Linked DNA regions of Pan troglodytes: region 1 is linked to region 2. The links are chromatin contacts, called in public HiChIP or PLAC-seq maps. All regions are on one chromosome and are shown on one strand. The core of a region is the stretch at or near the end of the contact, and the rest is flanking DNA. Distances in the headings are between cores, read along the strand shown.

Region 1 (3,768 bases), core at 887-3,386, 210 kb after region 2:
AATTAGAACAGATTAGACCAAAGGCCTATATAGTCTGAAAATGAAGGGTTATTGAGATGCTCAAATAAGACATTTCACTACTGAAATATCTCTTGTTCTTGAATTTTTTGGAATAAAATACTATGACTTTCTGCTCACATTTTTTTTCTTTTTTTTTTTTTTTTAAGCTAAAAGGGAAAATCAAGTGCTTTAAAGTTAAACAAAAGAACCAGGTCTGCAACTCCAGTCCCCACCCTGAAGCCTTTTGTTCTGGGGACAAGTGGCCGTTTCCAACTGCAGAGGCAGATGACAAGCATTTATTTTTTCATCTAAAACCAGGTTTTTCTTTCGTCTTTTATTGGGGAGGGGGAGCGGGAAACGAGGGCTGCGTGAACGCCCTTTGTCCGCCTCGGGCTGCCGTAGAGACCGCAGTGCGGACTGCACCACGCCCACCAACCGGTGTCTCCCGGAGAAACGCTTCAGCACCACCCCAGGAGAATAGAGCGCGGGCTGGGGCTGCGGAGGGACCCGGCGACCTCTGTCAGGAGCGAGGGGAGGGCCGGGACGCCGGGGATAAAGGGAAAGGCAGAGACCAGAGCTGCCCACCCAGGGACTCCCAGGGCAACAAAGCCAGGCAAACTGAGAGGTGGGGGCGCGCGGCCCCCGCCAGCCCGAGGCCCGGGCGGAGCGCACGCCCAGCCAGCCGTGCCCGACGGGGGCGCCGCAGTGTGGGGGGGCAGGTGTGGCGGGCGGTCCGGAGGCACTGCGGCAGCTCGGGTGGGGCTGGGGGCGGGTCTCTCTGTGCGCCCGAGGCTGTGCCCGCCGGACTCTCACGGCCCCGCCCGGGGTCCCCGGCGTACCGCTATTCGGCCTCCGCAGAGCGCGCCACTGGTGCGAGCACCGGGCGAGGAGCTGACCCTACCCGCTGACGTCTCCCTCACCGACCCCCTTCAAGCTACCACTCCCGAGGCTGGGACTTCTAAAAGCAGCAGCCCCACCCCGCAACTTGGGGTCCCATTGTCCTTTCTGAGAGCTGCAGCCAAGGCCCCAAGGGCGGTAGCGAGGCGGGCTCTGTCTGGTGGCGAAGCGCAGGCGGTTCTGCATCCCAGCATCTCCCCGGGGAGGGGGGGGCGGGGGGAGCGGGCGTGGCCCTAGGACTAGCCTAGTCATTCTGAGGAAAGAATGGATCGGGAGGTTTGAAATCAGAAAAGGCGTTTCTCAGGGGCTGAGGTAGCCGTGGTGAGGATGAATCCCACGCGGGCCCTGGCACATGGGCTTCGGCCCCAGGTCTGCGATGGTGGGGGTCCCAGCCTTTTCCTGAGGCCAGAAGAGGACTGAAAGGAGTGGTTGCATCAGGTCTCCCCCACCCTTCTGCCTCCTGCGGTTGCGGCTTTATTGTGGCCTCTGCTCCCCTGACACCTGCATTTCACTTAGCGGGAGAGGCGGTGGCCAACTCAGCACAGGCTGCGGACTCAGCGTGGTGACAGATCCCTCAAGGTTATTGGAGACTCTCCCTCTGGGTCTCATATCTAATAATTCGGATTATTCTTAATTAGCCCAGAAAGGGTCTGGACAAGTATGAGAGGTGACGAGGAGAGGCATGGGTGCGGGGCGCGCGGGAGGAGCGCAGTGACCGTCGCGCCCTGGGTGGGGTCGTGTTTGCGCGTCTGCCAGCGCGCGTCTCTGGGGGCGCGGGGCCACTTACCGAGCTCGATGTTGCCGATGGCACGCCGCAGGTGCTCCTCGGTCACGATCTCGCCGACGACCACCAGCAAGTAGAACTTGCTGTCAAGGAAGCGGTGCGACAGGCTAGGCGAGGTGGACGCCGCCGGGTTGGCGATGCTGCCGGATGGCTCCGGCTCGGTGGCTTCCACCACCACGGTCGCCATCCTGCCGGCTGCTGTGCCTCGGCGAAGTGTCTCGCTCCGGCCGCTCCTCTCCTCTGCGGCAGGAGAAAGGATTATCTCCGAAGGTGCTGTCTCCGCTCCGCCCCCTGCGTCCCCCCTCCTCTGGCGCCGCGCGCCGCCTCCCCCTCCGCCCTCTCCCAGCGCCGCGGAGAGTGCGCGGCGGAGAGGAGCGGGGAGTGAGAGAGGGCGGGGAGGCGGCGCCGCTTTTATATGGAGACTAGGCAGGGAGCCGGGAGGAGGAGGAAGAGGAGGAGGAAAGGACCACCCGGCACATCCTCACGCGGTGGCTGCCTCCGCTCTTCCAGCCGTTGGCCCGGGGCTGATGTCATCTGCAGCAAATCATCTCGCCCGCGGCCCGGAAGCTGGAGGGACGAGGTGTGCGGACAATGGTCGGGGCAGGGCCGCGAGCCAAGGGGCTGGGGCGCCCGCTGAGCTCCTGCTGCAGCCGTGAAGGGGGAAGACGCTCTCAACCTACACCACCCACCACGTACACACCCACTGCCCACTCCTCACCCTCACCCTGTCTGTGCATGGGAATGGGATGAGTTTCCATTTTCGGAGTGGGGGTCTTTTCTCTTGTTGGAGTTGCACTAGTCAGGCCTCTGCCTTGTGTGCTGTGTATGATGTAGCCAGGTTCTCAGGAACTGGGATAGCCACAGTGGGCAGATGCGGGGCTGTGGGTACCCCGCCTAGGAAGACGGAACCTGTCTTTTCTTTGACCTTGTGGCTTTAAGAAGACGAATTTACTGATATTTACCAATATCAATATTTACCACCTTCACTTAAAGAATACATCAAAAATGCAAAACTTAAGCCTACTATTGTTCAGGCCTTGGATTCTACTCTGGCAGGGCCAAGGATGAAAAAGTACTGGCTTTGTGGTGCTCATGGGAAATGAGAGAAATGCAGATGTATTATATTAGATACCAATTTCTTTCCTTAATGTGCTGAACAGATAGTATCAGTAATAACAAAGATTAAAGAGAAGATACTGTCTCTACCCAGCAGGGTTACAGTGACTATAATGTACTTTTCAGTTCCTTGGGGAACACACAAGCAAAATTACCTCGTGACAATGATGTCTTTTAAAATACATTTAGCATTGGGAATTTTTATTGCCTTTGTTTGTGTTTAGAAGAACTAAAAAATGTGTTTTTTGTTTTTGTTTTTTTGTTTTTTTTAAGGCAGCCTATTTACAACCGTTTCTCACAAACATACTGGATATAGCTTCTGTCCCAGAAAAGGGGAGGAGGGTGAGGAAAGAGCAAAATGTGCAAACATGGTATCATAGAAGACTGGGGAATTCGAGCTTTAAGGAAGAGGAATAGATGGAAATTAGTCAACATAGCTTTAATACTAGAATGCCTGTTAGTAAAATATAGATGATAGATAGATAGATAGATAATCACCTAGATATTCTTAAGATTTCCAAAGTAACCCAGTGTCTTAGGTGTTAGCTGCCATGACTTATTGGTCATGTACTCTTTGCTCTTATATCTTTGCTGACACCCTGGCATGGGAGACATGCTGGGCAGCCAAGGGCTGGGGGGTTCCATCCAACATGTCAATCTGATCAATGCAGAATGAAAATACCGTCTGGCCCTCAGTATTTGGGATCTGTGACAGGATCACTAGAGAGTTGCATTCACCAGTAATTAGATGAAGTGTTTCCAACTAGCTGCATTCACCAGTAACTAGATGAAGTGTTTCCAGATAATATTTTGGTTAAGATATTCAATTGCTGTTCGAGAAGTAAGGCCAGCACCAAAGCCCATAACTGGGGTGAGGGGCAGGAAATATGGTGAAGAGCACTGTTTTCTAAAGGTCATCCATTGGATTCCAGCCTCATCTAGTTTGTGTTTGGTTTTCCTTTCTTTGAACC
Region 2 (3,633 bases), core at 950-3,449:
CTTCTATCAACCACCCAATAGATGCTGATGCCGCTGGTCCTCAAACCTCACTTTTAATGGCACAGATTTAGACAAGACCAATCGCAGCACTAGCTTTAATATTTCTCTGAGATCGTAAGAGAAGGAATAAGAGGAGAGCTGTAGACGTTGTAGCAGCAAAGTATGAGATGCAAGATAAATATAAGAGTTCACTATGAAACTAACAATAAATGGTCTCAACTTTTTCTAAGGCATAATAAAGTCACTGAAGGAGACACTGAATAGGGATAAAGACAGAGAAACTTAAATGACAGATAAATGACAGAATTAACAAAATAGATTCTATTACCTTTAGTGCCAGAAAGATTACATGCAACAGCCACTTTCTTTTGTTGAAATTCTTTTAATTTCACCACATTATCTGTAAGTAGGTATCTTTTAGCTAAAAATCAGAGAAAGAAAAAAGTAAAGTCATTTTGACTGTTTTAGAAGTTAGCAAATAACATGAATAGAGCTTGATTGCCTCTAACATCTATTATAATCCATTAGACACGTACAAATATAACTGTACAAACTGTACAAATATAAATCCTGGGAAAAACCATTTCTGAACTACCAGAGAATGCAAATCCTCAGCAAAACAGGTTTTATTTGTGTGTGTGAAAGAAGATAGTGATTAACCGTAGCTAGTGATAAACCTGTGTGGGGACTGGTTGACAGGAAGTTGGGATTTGAAGTACAAATGGGCATTTGCCATCGGTTAAAGGTATCAAGAGCATTTTTAAAAAAACTAATAACATTTAAATGCAAAACAGGCATATTTAGTTTTGGTTTATCCAGGGAGAAGCACAGTGTAGTGGAAAAAGCTGCAGCGTGACCACTGGAACTCCCAGTTTTGTCCTCTGTGAAATGAGGGGGTTAAGGCCTCTCAGATGTGGACTCAAAATACATTTGAGATACATGGAAATCATTGATCACAGCTTAGTAGATTTGGGAAACATCATCCTTTCTTTAGGATCCTTGGCTGTGCATGAGATAAAACGGACCAAGCGTGGCCGAAGAATCACGCACTAACAGAGTTCTGTGAGCTGCAGTAACAAGGTAACAATAAAAGTTGCTATTTATTTACAGAAAGGCAGTCCAGTGAAGTGGTTAGGAGCAGGTTTCTATTGTTGGGTGTGTTCAAATCCCACCTCTAACAGTTCCCTCTGACCTTGGGCAAATTACTTAACCTTGTTCCTCCTCTGTAAATGGAGAAAAGAATGGTACTTCTCTTGCTGGGTGTTGTCTAGAGAAAAGGAATTAATGTATGTAAACTACATTAAAGTAATGCCTGACAAACATTTTTACTATCACTCACTAGCATCTTCAGATTTAACTCTCTTCATAGAGATGTTAGAGGATAGTTTTGAAAAATGAAGAAACGTGCCGCTAAGTCTTTTAGATTGTTAGCAGAACTGAGACTCCATAAGACCTCTGCTTCCAAACTCTGCAGAACAGAAAAAGGCCGGGCGCGGTGGCTCACTCCTATAATCCCAGCACTTTGGGAGGCCGAGGCGGATGGACCACGAGGTCAGGAGTTCGAAACCAGCCTGGCCAACATAGTGAAACCCGTCTCTACTAAAAATACAAAAAACCCGGGCGTGGTGGCGCACGCCTGTAGTCCCAACTACTCGGAAAGCTGAGGCAGGAGAATCGCTTGAACCCGGGAGGCGGAGGCTGCAGTGAGCCGAGATCGCGCCACCGCGCTCCAGCTTGGGCGACAGAGCAAGACTTCGTCTCAAAAATAAATAAATAAGTCACCCAAGGCGGGAGGGATGTTCCTGAAGACGAACGTCGCCCCATCTGAGGGAGCACTACAGCCCCAAGGTCAAGACCCCAGCAGTCCTTCGATTTGCAGGCACTGGGGGTATCCACGACCCCCAGGGGTCACCACTGCACCCACATGGCAACTAGAGGGCGAGGGTGTGCTCCAGGCCAGTGAGAGACTTAGGAGCTGTGGCTGCTCCACAGAGATGCTAGCTGGGATCTAACACCCCCTTCTCTCCCATCCCTCCCCTCCTTCCCTAGGCTAAGGCCGCGGATACCTCCGAGAGGGCAGCGGCAGCTGACAGAGCCGGAGCCTCCCACCCCAGGATACACCAAAATCTGCAGCGCCTGCAGGAGAACTCGATTCGAGGGCCGAAATGCAGCAGCCATACTGTCTCGGACCATACCAACTACTGGAACCGGGGCGAGGAGGCGGAGCGTCGGTCCTGTCGTCGAGAGCGACAAAAGGGATTCGTCCAATTCTGGGCGCCCCGAGAGGTCGAGCTGTAACCCCGCCCCTTCCTCTGTCCGTAACCCGTTGGCTCTTCCTTTTGGTACGCTCCAAGATGGCTGCCTCCATAGTGCGGCGCGGGATGCTCCTGGCGCGGCAAGTGGTTCTTCCTCAGCTCTCTCCTGCAGGTTGGCCGGACAGCTTCATTAGGCCCCTGATTATTCTGTTTTTTGGGTGAAGGGAGCGGTGGGCTTTCAAGAGGAGAGGAAATGTTTCTGGAATCTGATTGCTAGGGACGCCATTTGGGGTGTTTGGTGGTGCAGAAGAAGGAGACAAGGTATCTGTTCCGTTTCCTTCCCTAAAATAACAGTGTGTTCCTGTCCAAAGGTACGAAGAGCAGTGGAAGGTTATATAGCATGAGGGAATTTGCGTATGATTCGCCAGATTTATGTGTTGGGGTGGTCGTGCTTTTGCTGACCACGAAAAACCCAAATGTGCGCCGGGCGCGGTGGCCCACGCCTGTGGTCCCAGCACTTTGGGAACGCGAGGCGGGCGGATCGCCAGGAGTTCGAGACCAGGAGTTGAGACCAGGAGTTGAGGCCAGGAGTTCGAGACCAGCCTGGCCAACAGGGCGAAACCCCATCTCTACTGAAAAATACAAAGAAATTATCTGGGCGTGGTGGCGCGCGCCTGTAATCCTAGCTACTCGGGGGGCTGAGGCAGGATAATCGCTTGAACTCGGGAGGCGGAGGTTGCAATGAGCAGAGATCGCGCCACTACACTCCAGCCTGGGCAACAGAGAGAGACCCTGTCTCAAAAAAAAAAAAAAAAGAAAAAAGGAAAAACCTAAATGTGTCCATTCCTGGGGCTGGGACATTTTTCTCCCATCTGAGGTTTTTTTAGAGGGACGTCAGATAAACATTTTTCCCACTACCACACATTTAGCTGGACCCCTGGTCTTCGTGGAAGAATTTTTCAGTATTAATCTCATTTTATCTGATGACCTTGAGCACAACTTTTGATTGACCTTTCTTTGCTATCGTTTTCCACGTGTAGATAATAAATGCTAATAGTTACTTGTAAAGTACTTTGATATCTGAACTAAATGGCAGCCCACTCAAAGCCTGCATAGTGGGTCTGATAATGAAAACATTGGGAAAAAGTTTTAAAGTATTTATAGGAGCCAAATTTGCAGTGATTCTAACCACATAATCCAGACAGACATATTTGATAAAAATGCAATAATCACACTCGATTTTTCCAATGCCGCTTATCTTCCCTTTCCAACCTACCTCCCATCCTCTATTTTTTTAAAAAGCACGCACTTCTTTAGGAACAGCCATTAAACGTCAATGTGAAACCTCAGAGTTGGCCACCAGTTTTCTGAAGATTAA

Evidence for each region. HiChIP or PLAC-seq counts read pairs in DNA pulled down with a chosen protein or histone mark.
Region 1: a contact with region 2 is called in an H3K4me3 HiChIP or PLAC-seq map of stem cell-derived excitatory neurons, with 2.4 times the contacts expected there. The contact joins the promoter of MAP1B here to the promoter of PTCD2 in region 2. A contact is called at or near these places in 1 of 7 Hi-C or Micro-C datasets (stem cell-derived neural progenitor cells) and 1 of 1 datasets of contacts at active chromatin or transcription factors (stem cell-derived excitatory neurons).

Annotation. Positions count from the first base shown.
Region 1 is chr4:43,940,898-43,944,665 of NHGRI_mPanTro3-v2.0_pri, forward strand. MAP1B (microtubule associated protein 1B) reads right to left here and starts at 2,137. Exons shown (of 7, transcript NM_001194920.2): 1 at 1,685-2,137. The coding sequence starts at 1,868.
Region 2 is chr4:43,727,934-43,731,566 of NHGRI_mPanTro3-v2.0_pri, forward strand. PTCD2 (pentatricopeptide repeat domain 2) reads right to left here and starts at 2,200. Exons shown (of 10, transcript NM_001246655.1): 1 at 2,067-2,200; 2 at 329-421. The coding sequence starts at 2,193. It overlaps MRPS27 (mitochondrial ribosomal protein S27), which reads left to right and starts at 2,166. Exons shown (of 11, transcript XM_517715.8): 1 at 2,166-2,427. The coding sequence starts at 2,166.